Linked DNA regions of Sus scrofa: all the other regions are linked to region 1. The links are chromatin contacts, called in public HiChIP or PLAC-seq maps. All regions are on one chromosome and are shown on one strand. The core of a region is the stretch at or near the end of the contact, and the rest is flanking DNA. Distances in the headings are between cores, read along the strand shown. Region 1 overlaps LOC106508546. Region 2 has its middle 45 kb from the start of MIRLET7C. Region 3 overlaps LOC106508546.

Evidence for each region. HiChIP or PLAC-seq counts read pairs in DNA pulled down with a chosen protein or histone mark.
Region 2: an H3K27ac HiChIP or PLAC-seq map of skeletal muscle shows a contact between it and region 1. The contact joins two enhancer-like sites. A contact is called at or near these places in 7 of 47 Hi-C or Micro-C datasets (fetal skeletal muscle, heart right ventricle, mesenteric adipose tissue and 2 more) and 1 of 2 datasets of contacts at active chromatin or transcription factors (skeletal muscle).
Region 3: a contact with region 1 is called in an H3K27ac HiChIP or PLAC-seq map of skeletal muscle. The contact joins two enhancer-like sites. A contact is called at or near these places in 1 of 47 Hi-C or Micro-C datasets (skeletal muscle) and 1 of 2 datasets of contacts at active chromatin or transcription factors (skeletal muscle).

What each region holds. Positions count from the first base shown.
Region 1 is chr13:181,187,979-181,192,782 of Sscrofa11.1, forward strand. All of the region lies in intron 5 of LOC106508546, which reads left to right. Among named protein-coding and RNA genes, the nearest start is that of MIR99A, 110 kb to the right of the region's middle. Within about 2 kb of position 2,528, at least 18 of the 83 cell types and tissues checked have an H3K27ac peak or open chromatin away from gene starts, as enhancers often do. A contact at or near this core is called in fetal skeletal muscle and skeletal muscle, where this site is marked.
Region 2 is chr13:181,345,516-181,350,319 of Sscrofa11.1, forward strand. It overlaps a transcript of LOC106508546 not described here. Among named protein-coding and RNA genes, the nearest start is that of MIRLET7C, 45 kb to the left of the region's middle. Within about 2 kb of position 2,511, at least 59 of the 83 cell types and tissues checked have an H3K27ac peak or open chromatin away from gene starts, as enhancers often do. A contact at or near this core is called in fetal skeletal muscle and skeletal muscle, where this site is marked.
Region 3 is chr13:181,054,599-181,059,402 of Sscrofa11.1, forward strand. The region is part of intron 3 of LOC106508546; the gene reads left to right. Among named protein-coding and RNA genes, the nearest start is that of MIR99A, 250 kb to the right of the region's middle. Within about 2 kb of position 2,178, at least 35 of the 83 cell types and tissues checked have an H3K27ac peak or open chromatin away from gene starts, as enhancers often do. A contact at or near this core is called in skeletal muscle, where this site is marked.

The DNA of each region.
Region 1 (4,804 bases), core at 1,278-3,777:
GAAACCATTTGCCAGCATTTTATTTGGTTCCATGAGAATTTGAATTCCAACTCTGCCACGAAGGAAGCCAGAACCCATGGGAATCTTTCGGATTGATATGTGTATTATTTTCAGAATAAGATAGTAACTCACCTGTTATACAATATTATCTTGATATGCATTTTTAATGAATTGGATCTTTCAGTTTATGTGCACCCATCAAACCTAATAGTTCAACCTTTCCATAACCATCTTCACTTCGTATCTGAGAAAACAACATTTTGTTATAAAATTACGCTTTTTGTAACTTATATCTCCAGTTTCTAAGACATGTAAACAGACGTATTATTTGGAGGGCAGCGATAGAAACAAAGTAATCTCTCTGCTAAGGCAAAAGAAACAACTTTCTGAAACAATCCCTGAAGACGCTTTTACAGTATATTAGAAATATTTCTTTTTTGGTCATCTTCTGGCTATGGTGTGAACCAAATTAGTTATTAGTTAAAAAAAAAAAAAAAGTACAAGTCTTACTGGCTACTTGCCCTCAATGGAGAAACATCCTTCTACTCCTAAGCAACAGCAGAAATTAAAATCCTTAAATGAAAAGATGCTATCTTCTCTCATGACTGTTATCCATAATTAGGCATTTGGTCAGGAGTGAGTCTATGTTATCACAGTCCACTCAACTTCTCTCTCCCTTCCCTTTGTTGAATGACTTCCTGACTTATTTTCAGCAGGTACATAATGTTTGGCTCCTATGTTATGTGCAATAACTTTTCATTATCAGATCTCTTCTCCCTACTTTATCAGATCACTTTATTACTGAAATCATGCCTCTCCTAACTTCTTTTTGATGTCCTTTTCACTTTAGGCTACCAGTGGGCAAATTTTCATCTTTTGCCATTTAAGACATTATTTTCACACTCTGCCTGGTAGCTAAATATGCTTAGAAATTTAGGAAAGATCACTTGGACCACTGGGTACTTTCTCATATAAGGAAAACAAAGTACTTGTGTGCTTAGGTGTTGCTTCTGGAGGAATTTTCCAGAGCATTAAGCAGTAAGTACTAACTCTCAGAATGATGTGAGTCTCCAGTCCAATGATGCCAGCTTTCCATCTTGGTAAAGTGGAAGAAGTTTGGGTGGGTTGAATGGGTACCATCTTTGATCTTAGAGGTACTAGGTAGGGCCCTCGTTTATTGCTATATGATATTTTAGTGTAGCAGTTTTAGTGTTAACTTGAATATGTCAGAAGAATTGAAGTTGGAATTTCAAAAAAAATGCATGAATCATTGTTACTTTCAAATTCCAGTTCTCCTCCGTGGTATAAAATATCACATTTCTTTTAATAGATCATAAAATTATTCCAAATTGCCAGATCCAAATGCCAAACAACAAACATCATCTTTAGGAGTAGGGTTAAATTTTACTCTCCAATGAAAAATTCCCAACCCAGAACAGATTTTAGCCAGGCAGTGAGCACAGCTCGCTGGGTGAACCACACAGGCCATGGTGGGTGCAGCGTTCAGAGCCGGAAAGCAAACAGCTGCTGTAGCCTGATTTGAGTTAAAATAGTGTGAGTGTTTAGTCTGGCGCACGGCTTCAGGGGAGATTGGCAGCTGGGTCAAACAAAGTCCTTCCATTGGCTCTCTTCCCAGGCAGCTTCTGCTAGTATTTAGGTACTAGTGCAGTGTAGGGCCTTTCTCAGGCAAAACCTAACATCTGACCGCACCCTCTTCGCTTTTTCCAGAAAAAAAAAAAAAAAAAAAAAGAAGAAGAAAGAAAGAAAGAAAAAAAGCTGCTTTTTCCTCTTTTTCCTTCTTTCGTTAAGATAAATTCTCCAGCAGGCAACTTCTCCCACTAATTGTGTATTAGCCATGTATTTTATCTTGAGAACTGACGCACTGGGCTCTCAACATGGTGTGGAAGGCAGCCTGTTACAGTGCTGGATTCATAAAAGGGCCTTTATGGTTTGTGAAAGAATATCTGTGTGCTTAGGCAGGAAACTTTTTGATCTGCAGAAAAGCCAGAAGACATCTAGGTAAGGCTGCGTATCAAATCTACTTTTTTGGGGGGGAAAGTTGGGCAGCGAGAATGATTCATCACCAGCGACAGGAGTTTGGAGTGTGCCTGATCACTTTGGTAGAAGTTTAAAAGGTACTATTTGTTTGCTTATTTTTTTGTTTGTTTGTTTAAATCTTAAGGGAATACTGTGGTCGGCATTTTTACGATTTTGTTTTCTGCTGTTGCACTGATTATAGTGGATATAGAGTTTTATTATATAGCAAAATCTTTGTAAACTGCCACAGAAAGAAAGTGTATTTAGAAGGGAAATTGACAAGTTTTAAAGAGTAATTGTACAATCATTTGAGAACAGAGGAACACTGCATTAGACTAACAAGGGTTTAATTACCAAAAAAGTTTAATGTTGCTTTGGAAGGAATATTAAGTAAGTTGTCTTTGTCTCTTACTTTTTAATTTTAGTCGCTGATTTAGCCTGTTGGGTCACATTTTTTGTTAGTGCTGAAGGCTGCCATGAATCCCTAATGAGGCCCCTTTGCACATGATTTTGGCACTTGGCCAAAATCAACTTCCCAGCGGCAAGCTTTCTCTAAAGAACCTGGAGCAAAAAAAAAAAAAAAAAAAAAAAAAAAAAATTTATTAGAAATCATGTCTGAAAGCTGCCATAACCAGTTGTGCAGGCATGTCATAATGACTTTATACCATAAATATGAAGCAAGCATTTAAAAAAATTTTCCTCATATTGTTGCCTTGAGAATTATGAATTTCTCCTTGTGGGCACCTAAAATAAGCTGTAACAAGAACAATCTTAGAGGAAAATGTTTACTGATTTTTTTGTTTTTCTCAGAAGACCAGAGTAGGGATGGTTATCTCACTGAGAAGTATACAGTACGAAAGGGTTATTCAAAACACTTCAGAATAAATAAAAGATGAATTCTTAAAATTGTTAATCTCTGTAAGTAATACTCAGTGGACAGTAAGTAATGAAGTTTTCTAGAAGTTTCAGTGTGAGCACAATTAAGCTTAACATTTTTAAATGAGATTTTTATATATTTTAATACCATGGTGTTTAGCATTCTAAAACATATTAGAAGTACTGTATAATTTTAAAAAATCTATTAACACCTTGATAGTATTTATAACAAATGTTTTAATAGAGGTGCTTGATATATAAGCATGACCGAATAACTTTAAATAATTGTATTTAATTGCTTTTTCACAATAAAAATGATGATTTTTTTTGAAATGAAAGGAATGCTGAAGCTCAAAGTCACTTTCATCTAATTTTTGAAGCTGTCAATTTTGATTTTATTATAACTGAATTTTGTCTTGTAAGCTGATACATTATTTTATACTCCAATATTTTGAGTTAAATTAACAAGTTGCAATGAAGTACCTTAATAATCTGATATTAACAACCTCAGATTTTATATAACCATTTTCAACAATATCTTTAGATATTAAAAATAGACACACTGCAGAGAATTTAAAAGCAGAAAAGTGGGATCTCGGTTGCTCTGATTTTTTTTCTTAAGAAATCCTGTTATCACTATACTACATGCCATTTTTGCCTCATAGATCAGTCGATGGTAACCTAGAGTGAAACTTTATTTTTTCACTTTAAAGTAATCGTCTTTCTCTTTAAAAATGTTGATGATGTATTCTTTAAAGAAACATGAGTTGGAGCTCTCTTAGTAGGTATGTTTTTCATATATTTATCACTATACTTAGTTTCACTTTTTTACTTACTGAACAATGTAAATTGTTGCTACTTGGGGTCATAGAAAAAAGTGAAATTTAAGTAAATTTTAGCATTAGGAAATGCATCTTGATCTCCTTTAGATCAATTTGTGTATTTATATAATTTATGTATGTATAAAATATTTTTTGTTATTGCTGTTGACTGAATCTTGATATTGTATTTACCTTGCTATTAGTTGCACTGAGGTATAGGGTGCTTGAAGTTACTATATCAGTCAACATTAAAATACAGTATAAATGGGGAAAGGCAAATACAGAGCTGCTATTTGTAGAAATTTACCTGCATAAGTTCTATAATTCTATTTGAGTTCACAGTTGAACTCTCATTTGATGTAATCTTTGATACTCTTTGAAAAAGAAGTCAACATATGAGGTAGACATTTCAAAATTTCAGAAAAGCAGGAATATTTTTATCATTTACTGTCTTCAAACAGGTGCAAGAAAAATAAGATTGCTTCTTCACAGAGTTCTTGCTTAAAAATTATTTTTGAATTGTATTTTTATAGTTTTATTTTAATCCTATCTCACAAATGCATAACATTGTCTTCTGTTTCCATTTTTATTTTTTGATTATTTTACCTATCTGCAATTGATAGAATATTTATCCTAAAAATACTGAAAAATGTTTCTACTGATTTTAGCTGTTGTTGTTTAAGGTTTTTTGATTAATTAGAGGCCATAGCAAAATAAATGTCATAAAATATAAAACTTTTATAGTGCGCAGTCATGTGTTTTTTTTTGAGTTGGAAGAAACTTAATTAAAAAAATTGATAAGTATTTTTGAGTTGAAGTAAAACAAGTAAGTACTGAGGAAAATTTAAGCTGTACTCTACTGAAAAAGCTAAGAAATATACTTTCTTTTGCTGTAGCTATGAATTGTAATCGAGTATTTCGAAAGTGTAGGCTTTTTGGCAGAATTATTACCTAATTTTCCTTTGGGGACCATAAATGCAAAACACTGATTACAATTTTTCACTGAGTTGACATTTTAAAACAATATTCAGCATACAATTACTTTAAAAAATATTTCAGTGTTTTTGTTA
Region 2 (4,804 bases), core at 1,261-3,760, 160 kb after region 1:
TAAGGTAGAAGACAGGTCGTATTAAAGTATTTTAGAGTAGTTATTGCTTCCTTTAATTTAATAATACATCATTTGATATAGATCCAGATGTATCGTAGGTATTTTTTTAAGTTAATAGAACAAAACTCAAATAACATCTAAAAATAATTGATCTAGGAAGACTGCACTGCATTGCTTCTTCAAATTAAATATAAAATACATTGAAATTTTTATTTTGTAAATAGTTTGGCTGTAGTCAGAGTGTCCTTTAGGAATGTTTTAGTATTGATGGATAGACGTTTAGAATAAGAAGAGACCTTAATCTTGTGTCTATGACAGCCATAGTTGAACTGATACATCTTCTTTCAAATAAATATTGATTTAATCAGGGCTACATTCCTGTTGGCTCAAAGGTGGTCTTGATAAAAAGCCTGGGCACTGGGCAACTGACTAACTCAGATCCAGACATAAATATTTTAAATGCATGGCCATTCGTTTATAATTATTATTTTTCTTCAAACCTTTCTTCTTTATCTTATAACTCCCTTGGTTAATGTTTTTATGCTTTCTGTTAAGTTAAATAATGTGTGTGTCTTCCCTGTATGTAACATTCAGAGACGGCATGGAATAGGAAAAAACAAAAGTGGTATTTGCATCTGTTGTTTCCGATTCACAGAGCTGGGAGTGAGGTGCTTAAGCTGACTGTCCACAGAGCTAAGATATCAGTAGGCAGTTTGCTGTAAGCACATGTTCAATTATTAAAATAGTCGACATTTTATGTCCGATAGCCATGGCAAGGTCACAACATTAATTTATCCAGAGTATTGTGGGCAACTGTCTAGAAAAAAAAAAAAATAGCGTAAAGGACACAGATGATTCTGGAGAGAGAGAGAGGAAAAAAAAAGATGGATCTGAGCAAAGAGACTTTAGAAATGACCAGTTTAGTACACAGACGTAGAACAGGAAGGAAGTCAGCAGGCGTCTTACCAACAATCAGTATTTTAAACTATGCTGTGTATGCATTAGTTTCTGTTACAGGTTTTCAGTAAATTCTAAGCTCGAACTCTGATCTGGAATCTTTGGTTTCTGAAATCGAATTTCCTATTTTATTTGTTACTTCAATGCTCAGTGATTCTTTGCTCTTTCCCCTGTTCCTTTTTTCCCCTTATCCACCATTCCCCTCCCTCCTCCCTTTTCTGTTTCCTTTTCTTCCTCCCCCTCCTGTTCTTTCCTTTCCTGTATTTCTCTCTCTAGTGAGAGTGTGTAAACTCCAAGCTTCCTCCAGGTGACGGTTTCTTTATTTGTGCTTTTTATTTTTGCTCTTAAGTTTTCCCTTTCCCCCCTTTTTCTCTCAAATCAGGAGCTTGGAGGGGCTGATTGTAAAGGTACATATCCTAGTTCAGTTGCTTCTTTCTCTTTAAGGGTTGTGTGATGTTTTCTTTGGAACCTCTGCAAACGGTTGTCCTTCACGTTTGTTGCCACAGATCTGCTGCCAGACTGCTACCTTAGTTGGTCCTGCAGTGCCGCAGTGCATGATGGGATCTGTCTGTGTGGGTAAACCGAAATTTCTCCAGCACCAGACAGCATTAGAGTTGGCTTGAGAATCATCGTACTTTTTCTATCCTTTGTATCTAGTTCTTGCAAGCTGCGGAGTCACTGATGGCTGGCTCTGTCTGGCAAGTTATTCAGAAATATTGCTTGTGTAGAAAAGAAAGGTAGGCAGTTTACCACGTTCTATCATTAAAGGGAACAGTTGAAGAACAAAGGAACTGGTAAATACCTATATACTGCCTTCTATGTTATGAAACACTGTAGCTCACATACGACTGCGTCCAAATTTTTACTTCTTATTGTAACAATGCACATAGTAGATTGTTTTCACATATATGTGCAAATCCATATTGTAAGTAAACATATCTTTAATCTTTAATATTTATAGCCTGCAAACATTTTCTAGTCTCAAAAACTGATATACATATTCATCAACACGGCTATTTATTATTATTTTTAAAAGTTCTTAAATCGAAAAAGTAAATATATATATATATATATATATATTAATATCCCTGTCGGTTAATTTCATCCCATCAAGTTAGGATTTCAGCGCAGTTTAAATCATATTGATGATTCAGATCCTGGCAGATCTCGTAATTCCTGTGAAATGAGAGCACAGCTAATAAAAATATTAAGCAATTATTTTTATTAAAATCATAGTTTTTTTTCATTAGTAAATAGAAATGATTGATCTTTACAGATCCACCTCAATCATGTGTCTCTTAAGCTGTTTGTGGGTTTCAGAGACAAGTGGAAAGGGTTTTTTTTTTGCTCTTTCGTCAGCCGGGATGGGGGTGGGTGGGAATGAAAGCGTAGAATAAAGTCTAAGACTGCTAAAGATTTGCTGGCATTATTTCTCTATCACGTGTGAGCCTGGCTGCCTGCTTCCTGAGGTAGTGAATCCAGGATGAGACTGTGTCGGAGCCTGTTTCCACAACTGTATTTGGAGATCTGTCTTATTGATTGGGAGTTGGGGGAGGGTGGGGATCGGAGTGTGAGGTGAGGGGTGGACCTGCTGACTACTGGCTCAGTGAAGCACAAGACAGTTTCTTCCGGAAAGATGTCAAACAACTGAGACATAGCCACAGAGGAAGTAGAAATGTGGAAAAATAAGGAGACCCTGGAAGAAATGAAGGCTCTGAGGGCTTTTTCTTTTAACTCCTTTTCTTTCTTTCTGTTGTTTTTTTTTTTCTTCCATCATCTGACCTGCAAAAGCTAGAGTGACAGCGTCATGCAAATACTGCAGTCCCGCAGGTCTGGGAGAGGGTGGATGCTAGACTGTGAGTTAATGTTAATGATGAGCGCAGTGAAAATACCAGCCGCTGCCACCCCCAGCACACAGAAGCGCTCTGAGTCAGCATCAGATGCTTTGCCTCGCCTCTCGCTGGGTGTCTGTATGCCTGTGCGCGCGCGTGCTCGCTCCGGCATCCGTGTCTAGCCGAGGGGAGGGGGTGGCGTGTGAGTGCGTGGAGGGTAAAAGCCAGTCAGTCAGTGAGAAGCAAAGGTACGTTGGAGAGCAACTAAAATCTGACTGATTTCCATCTTTGGAGCATCAGATGTATTCCCTAAGGAGGATGGGTCTCCGTGATGGGGGTGGTATAATTATGTTAATGTCATATTTATGGAGGGGTGAGATTTTTCATTCTAATAATTGGTTGAATGCTATGGTCAAAAATTGTAAAGCCATATTCAGTTTTAAGGAAAAGCATGGACTTATATCTAAGGACTGTTTTATTTTTTTGCTTTTTATGAGTGCTGCTTTTTTGTTTTATTTTATTTTTTAACTATTTACTATTTTAAGCCATAACTGATTCAGTATGGAAAATCAAACGATAAACAGAAAGAGATCTTATATAATGATGCATTACATCATGGAGCAGAATATTTAAAGTCTTAACAAGGCAAAGTAAAGATCTGGACAGAGGGTGGGGGGTGGTGGTTGGAAAGGGGTGTGGTACTAGGGTGGAGGAGGGGGGCCAGTTAGCAAATATTTTGTTCAGTATAGCTTTCCTTGCAGCTTACTTGGAAATGGATGATTCACCTGTTCTACAGGAAAACATTCTAATTCTTTCCATTTTTTTGTTTTTTTTTTTTTTCCTCCTCTTTTCCCTTTTAAGATCAACCACTTCAGAAGAACCAGATTCCACTTCTGTGGCCAGGACTTTTATGTTATGGCTGGTCCGATTGTTTTACCCTGCGTTCTATGCTACTAAACCTTGGATCATTCCTAAAGTACAAATTCTGTTCTCGAACCACAAACAAGGCTAAAAGATCGGAGGAAATTCAGTGAATATGCAGGATGGGGGTTGTGTATTTTCAAAAGTATTGAGCTTTATAATGCAATTATTTAAAAATAGAAACATTTTTTTTAATCATGTTGCCAGCATTTTAAGTTACGTGTTTGTTAAGTGGCATTGCTCAAATAGCTACAGAGTATGCATGGAAATATTGGCTGTCTGAAGAGTTTGGAGATTCAAAGAGAAATAGCAAGCTTCAGAGGTATTAAATTATGACATGCAAAAAAGTTTTTGTTTTATTCTTAACTGCAACAGTATATATTTAAATTAGATTTAAAGTGTTATATGTCCTGGGCCCACCTTAAAAGTTGTGCTGTATAGACTTGTAATGAGAAGCGAAATTTCAATTAGGGTCCCATTAACTGGCATATAATCCTCCTTTAATATAATGGAGGCTATGGTGTTGCTGTACAAATAGTCTAGAAACAGATTTTAACCCATTTTTGGTATCTTTCTTGGATCTAATGGAACGACTCTTAACTGTTTATTATCTGCCTTGTTTCTTACAGTCTTCATTATTTTAAGGTCTGAAATTAGTCTGTAAATGGTCGTCGTGAATACTCAGCTCATCCTGCCTTTTATATACCATATATATTTCTACGTATGTCATTTAATTAGTACTTAGAGGAAAAAGTTAATTGGACCCAACTGTAATTTCTAAACTAGCTTTATAACTGGAAGAAGAATTCTACCGCATCAAACCAGACTTTTCCTAGTCCCTGAGACCCTAACTTGTGAGGTATTTTAGTAACATCACAAGTCAGGCTCTTGGGACCTAGGCGGAGGGGAACCAGCAGCTTTGGACCTTATTGATTGTCTGCAGTTACCATCAGAACAAAAGAACATACATAGATTCTGCCTAGGAGAAAAGAACAATGCTCTTCTTTATAATCAGCAATGTTTCGAACATGACCCACCCCCCAAAATACAATTTGTAGAAACTGTACTTGAAAGTGATTACAGAGGTGCACTGA
Region 3 (4,804 bases), core at 928-3,427, 130 kb before region 1:
TTATGAATAAAAATTATTGACTTTCACTTAGCCCTATTTAATTATTAAACTCATTGCTATAAAATTAGCTTATTGAGTTATTATTTCATACAAGACTGATATATATTTCAGATCATTCTCCATTTTACAAAATAACTCTTTTCACATATTTGTATCACTTTACAAGTATTTCTTTAACATTCATTGAATTACTGACTTTTATATATTTAAAGATTAATTTTGCTTAGATAACTTGTGAAGAACAATTGGAATTTCTGTTTCTAGAAATAGTTTGATTCACATTAATTATAATAATGACTTACATCAATGTTAAAGAAAAATATTGAACATTATTTTGCATTTGTAGTTCCATTGTGTCTTTAATGAATTTCTAAAGTCATAGTACCTAAATAGAATTTCACAAGGTACTGGGACCATTTAATATAGAAATAAATTTACTTTTGTATTGAATTTTTATTAAGCGTCTGTGGCTCAAATTTTATGTAAGAGAATTCCTTGAACTATGGATTTCCATGTTTTACATACTAAAGTGACACCTATGGATAGAGAGCAAATGAATGTGCTATTTATAATAATGACTTTGTTTTAGATAGGTTACATAATACATTTATATGACTTTATTATGTGAGTGGTTTAGAAGTGTCTTGTGTTCCTTTTACTTTGCTTGTTTTTAAGAAACTATGTGTGTGAGAGTCTGCGTGTGTTCATGTATTTTTATCTTCTCAAGTATTACCTAATAGCATTTCAAGATATATAGTGGTAAAAATGTGCCTTATATTTAGTCAATTCACATTTCTTTATGTATACTTTAGGAATATTTGTTTTAAAATGATATTCAACTTTTTTTGACATATTCAAGTATAGGAAAGAAAAGTTTAGTGAAAGATATCGTGGAACAATTTATGTGCAAAGAGTTTAGAAGTTAATTTTGCTTTATTGACCAAAATAAAATGAGGGAACAAAGATTTACTAGGGTGAAGATATTAATTGGAACAGAAAATATAACTCTTTATTCTGAAATGCACCTGCATGTTAACAACAGTTCGAAAATCTGAAGCACAGATTTTAAATGAATGTACAATGAAATTTTAAACTTTTTTATTCCCCGTAAAATCATTTTCAAGGTGAAATGGAAGTTAAGTACATTTAAAGACTTTTGGAGCAGAAAATAGATTGACTTCAGGTGGTACTGGGTAAACTTTCAGTTTGTAATGAAATAGATATTCTTTACTATTCATGATAAGGGTGAATAAAAATGAAGCACTTAGTTTAAAAAAATAAACTGGAAAGAATGTAACACTTTCACTCCTTAGATTCTTAAGTCATTTTTTTTGTTGTTGTTGTTCTTTTGTTCTGTAATTGATTGCTAGCACCCCCTTTAACCCACCTTAAAGGGCAGCAGGAAATTCATGTTTTCGTTCATCAGCCCATCCCTCTGAAAGGCGTTCGATATTAAAACAGTTTGCAGGGAGCAAAAGCAGAGGAAACAAGAGGCCCAGCTAGCCTGTAGCAAGGTTAGAAGATACACTGCAAGATTGCCTGCAACATTGCATCGAGTCTTGTTCCTGTCCAGTATTTGCATGGAGAGATCAAGTTAATTAGGGTATGACTGTTCTTCACTTTCTATGTGACCTTTTATTCTATCTGTGGCTCTCTAGTTCATGCGGTGTCATAAAGCTATGGGAAAGTCTTTCTAGCTGTTTGACACAAACTGGAAAAAATTAAGCATTGATATTTCCTTTTGCCTGAAGGTTTTTACAGCAGCAAATTACTGCAGCGGCAAAGTTGATGTTGTGGTAGATTTGCTGTGGGTGTCAGAATGTTTCTTTTGTCTTTTTAGCTCCCCGCCTTCCCTGATGATCAGGTGCGACCAAGTGAGTTGTGCAGAGAGGTGGGGGTGGGGGAGGGGGTTCAGGAAGAGGTTACATGGCAGAATTCCCACGAATGCTGGCGAAGGATGAAAAAGATAAAGAAATCTTGTTTTTCTGAACTAGAGGATTCTCTGCATGACTTCCCCACTGTTGGGGTGATGAGCTTTCAGGCTAAGATTTTATTAACAATTCATATGGAGATTGAGGGCAGCGGAGGAGCAGATTCTCACATAAACTTGATCTGTCCATGAATGCTGTTCTCTGTTTGCCCTGACCCTGCATGGCTTAAGACACTGCCTGTGAGGCCAGTGTGCCAGACACAAAGAAAGAAATGAAAAGCAAGCACATTCCAGGAGTCTGCACAAAAGACCCAGCAGTTTCTAGTCGTCTCCCCAGAGAGGATCTTATCTCTGCATGGCCAAAAACCTCTAGAATGTTTTCATTTGTGTACCCAAAGTTTTAAAATTGACATGGCCGTTTATTAGGCAGTAGCCTATAGCCCTGTTTTCTTAGGTTTTAAAGTTTTGTTCTCAGAACTTGTTGAAACTAGAAAAACATAAGCAAGGGTGCATTTTGTGAAGTTTGGCTTTAAAAGTCACTGGCCTTGAATTGTTTTTACTTTGTTGATTGGTAGGTACCTTGAAAAATGAATCCTTTTCAGCTTTAAGAGAAGCCAGAACAACATTTTAAAGCTTGACTTGACTTCATGATGCCTTATGACACTGCAACTCTGAAACTTGTGGCAGAGTTAAGGCGTGAGATGAAATTGACATGGGGGCGCAAGCCAGCCACCCCCATGCTCCTGAGCACAGACAACCTAGCTACATTAAAGAAAGAAGCAAGTGAAAAGTTTGAGTGAGACAAAAGTGCAAGGGAGTCAGGGACTTTTAACGTTGTAATATTTCAGCAATTATTGGCAGTTCACTATTTTATCTAGATGCATTAAAACAGGATCATAACAAACTATCACAAGATATTTCTTTGTAATTTAATATACTACATTTTATCACCTAACAAATGCACATTCCAGGTGTCAGATATATTAAAGTTTGGGGATAAATATTTGATAAACATAATTCGGTTGCTAAATTACGTTTCCACAGATTCTTAAAAATTGGAAAATCCAGATACACAGACTCTTGAATTTTGTGTATGTGTTTAGCTGTTCAAGTTGTTTCAAACTTTTATAGTTCATGAATTAAATAGCCAGTAGAGGAATGCAGGCAAATGCTATTAATTATGATAGGCTTTGTTCCTTTCATTTTATAATGGTTTTATTTCCATGAAATTAACTGTTGTACTTAGGCTAATTGTCAGTAATTGGTGACAGAATCACTTCATTGTTTTTCTATAGCATGATACTAATTAGGATCTTTGCAGTATTGGCTCAGCCATGTTCTATATTCTACCTTCTATATTGAATCATTGGTACATAAAATCAAGTGCAACTTTAAAAAAAATCCATTAGATAAAATGCTTCTATTAATAATTAAATCTTTTAAACAGCTAGTTGTAAATTAATTTTAAAATATTGAAATAGAAGGAAGCTTTATTATAGATTTGTTGGGTTCATGAAACATCAATTGATCTTTCGGATTTGAATTGAATCCAGTGGAATCATCCTTAAAATATCACAGTTGTAATTCCAACTCCTGAGCCACATGCATTTTTATTATTCTGTTTGTGTCTGCAACATTGAAATTAGCACTGCTAAAGTGTTTTGGTAAGGTATCACAGGACTGGATCCATTGTCTTTCTTTTCATGCCTGATAGAGATATCATAAAATATAGCATTTTTTGTTTGTTTTCTAACTAGTTTTTTTTTTTGCCACAAGAAAATGGTTTTTGAAGCACTTATATTTCAAATGAAAATATATATGAATAGTTGTGATTATAAGAGCTTAGTTTTATGCTTTGCTTTTAAATTTAGAAGATTGTGTTCCATGTGGTTGACAGGTTATAAAAAGAGAAAATGAGAGAATATTCTATTTTGTGAAGTGAGGTTTAATGCCGATGGGAGAAAATATTACAACTCTGTATATCCTATTAAAACAATCACAGTCAATACTACTTTGCTCATTTTTAAAAGAATTCTTCTCATCCAATTCACCTGTGATCTGTATGAATTTGTAAGTTATGGAAGTTTTCTAATACTTTGAGGTATAGCCTCCTTGCTTCTTTTCCTTGTTCTATGGTACTTTTACCAATCCGGTGCATTTTGCAGTTTACAGTGAACTCAGTTTGTTTTAAAAGCAACCATAATGTATAACTTGGAGCTTAGTGCCTCACAGTTCTGAAAAAAGTTTTTAAGAAGTGATTAGGAAAATAATTGCCTATTAAAAGGTGAAGATTGGTTTAAGCAGGGAGAGAAGAAACTGAACTCTGAAATTGAAAGCATTCATTGTTAGCATGACACATATGCACCAAATCTGAAATTAAAGAAAACTCACGAAATACGTATCTTGGCAAGGGGAATTGTTTAAATTTTCTAAAGCTGTCAGCCCATTTTCTGTTTTTTTTTTTTTTTTTTTTTTTTCTTTTTCTGTTCAAGAACAACTTCAAATGGAAAGCTTCACCTTTTGTACAAAGTTGAAATGTTTTATTATTGCAGGATTGTTCTACACTGTACAAAACCAGAACAATTCAATAGTGGGGTTGGGGGGGGCACAAATGAGAATCTTTCTATCATTTTAGAAAGTCCATAGCAAAGCACAAAAACTATAAAAATCTATGATTGTTTCCTTAAAAAGAGAATCTTTTGATTTACAGCAGTTATTTGAATACCCATTCGGGCTCTTTTGTAATGTGTTGGAATAAATGCACTTCTCCTAAATGAAGAATACTCATGAGGGGGCAGAATTCCAACATAAACTATGTTTAGATGCTGTATCTCAATAGGTGACCCCATAACATTAAACAAAGGTTCTTTTTCT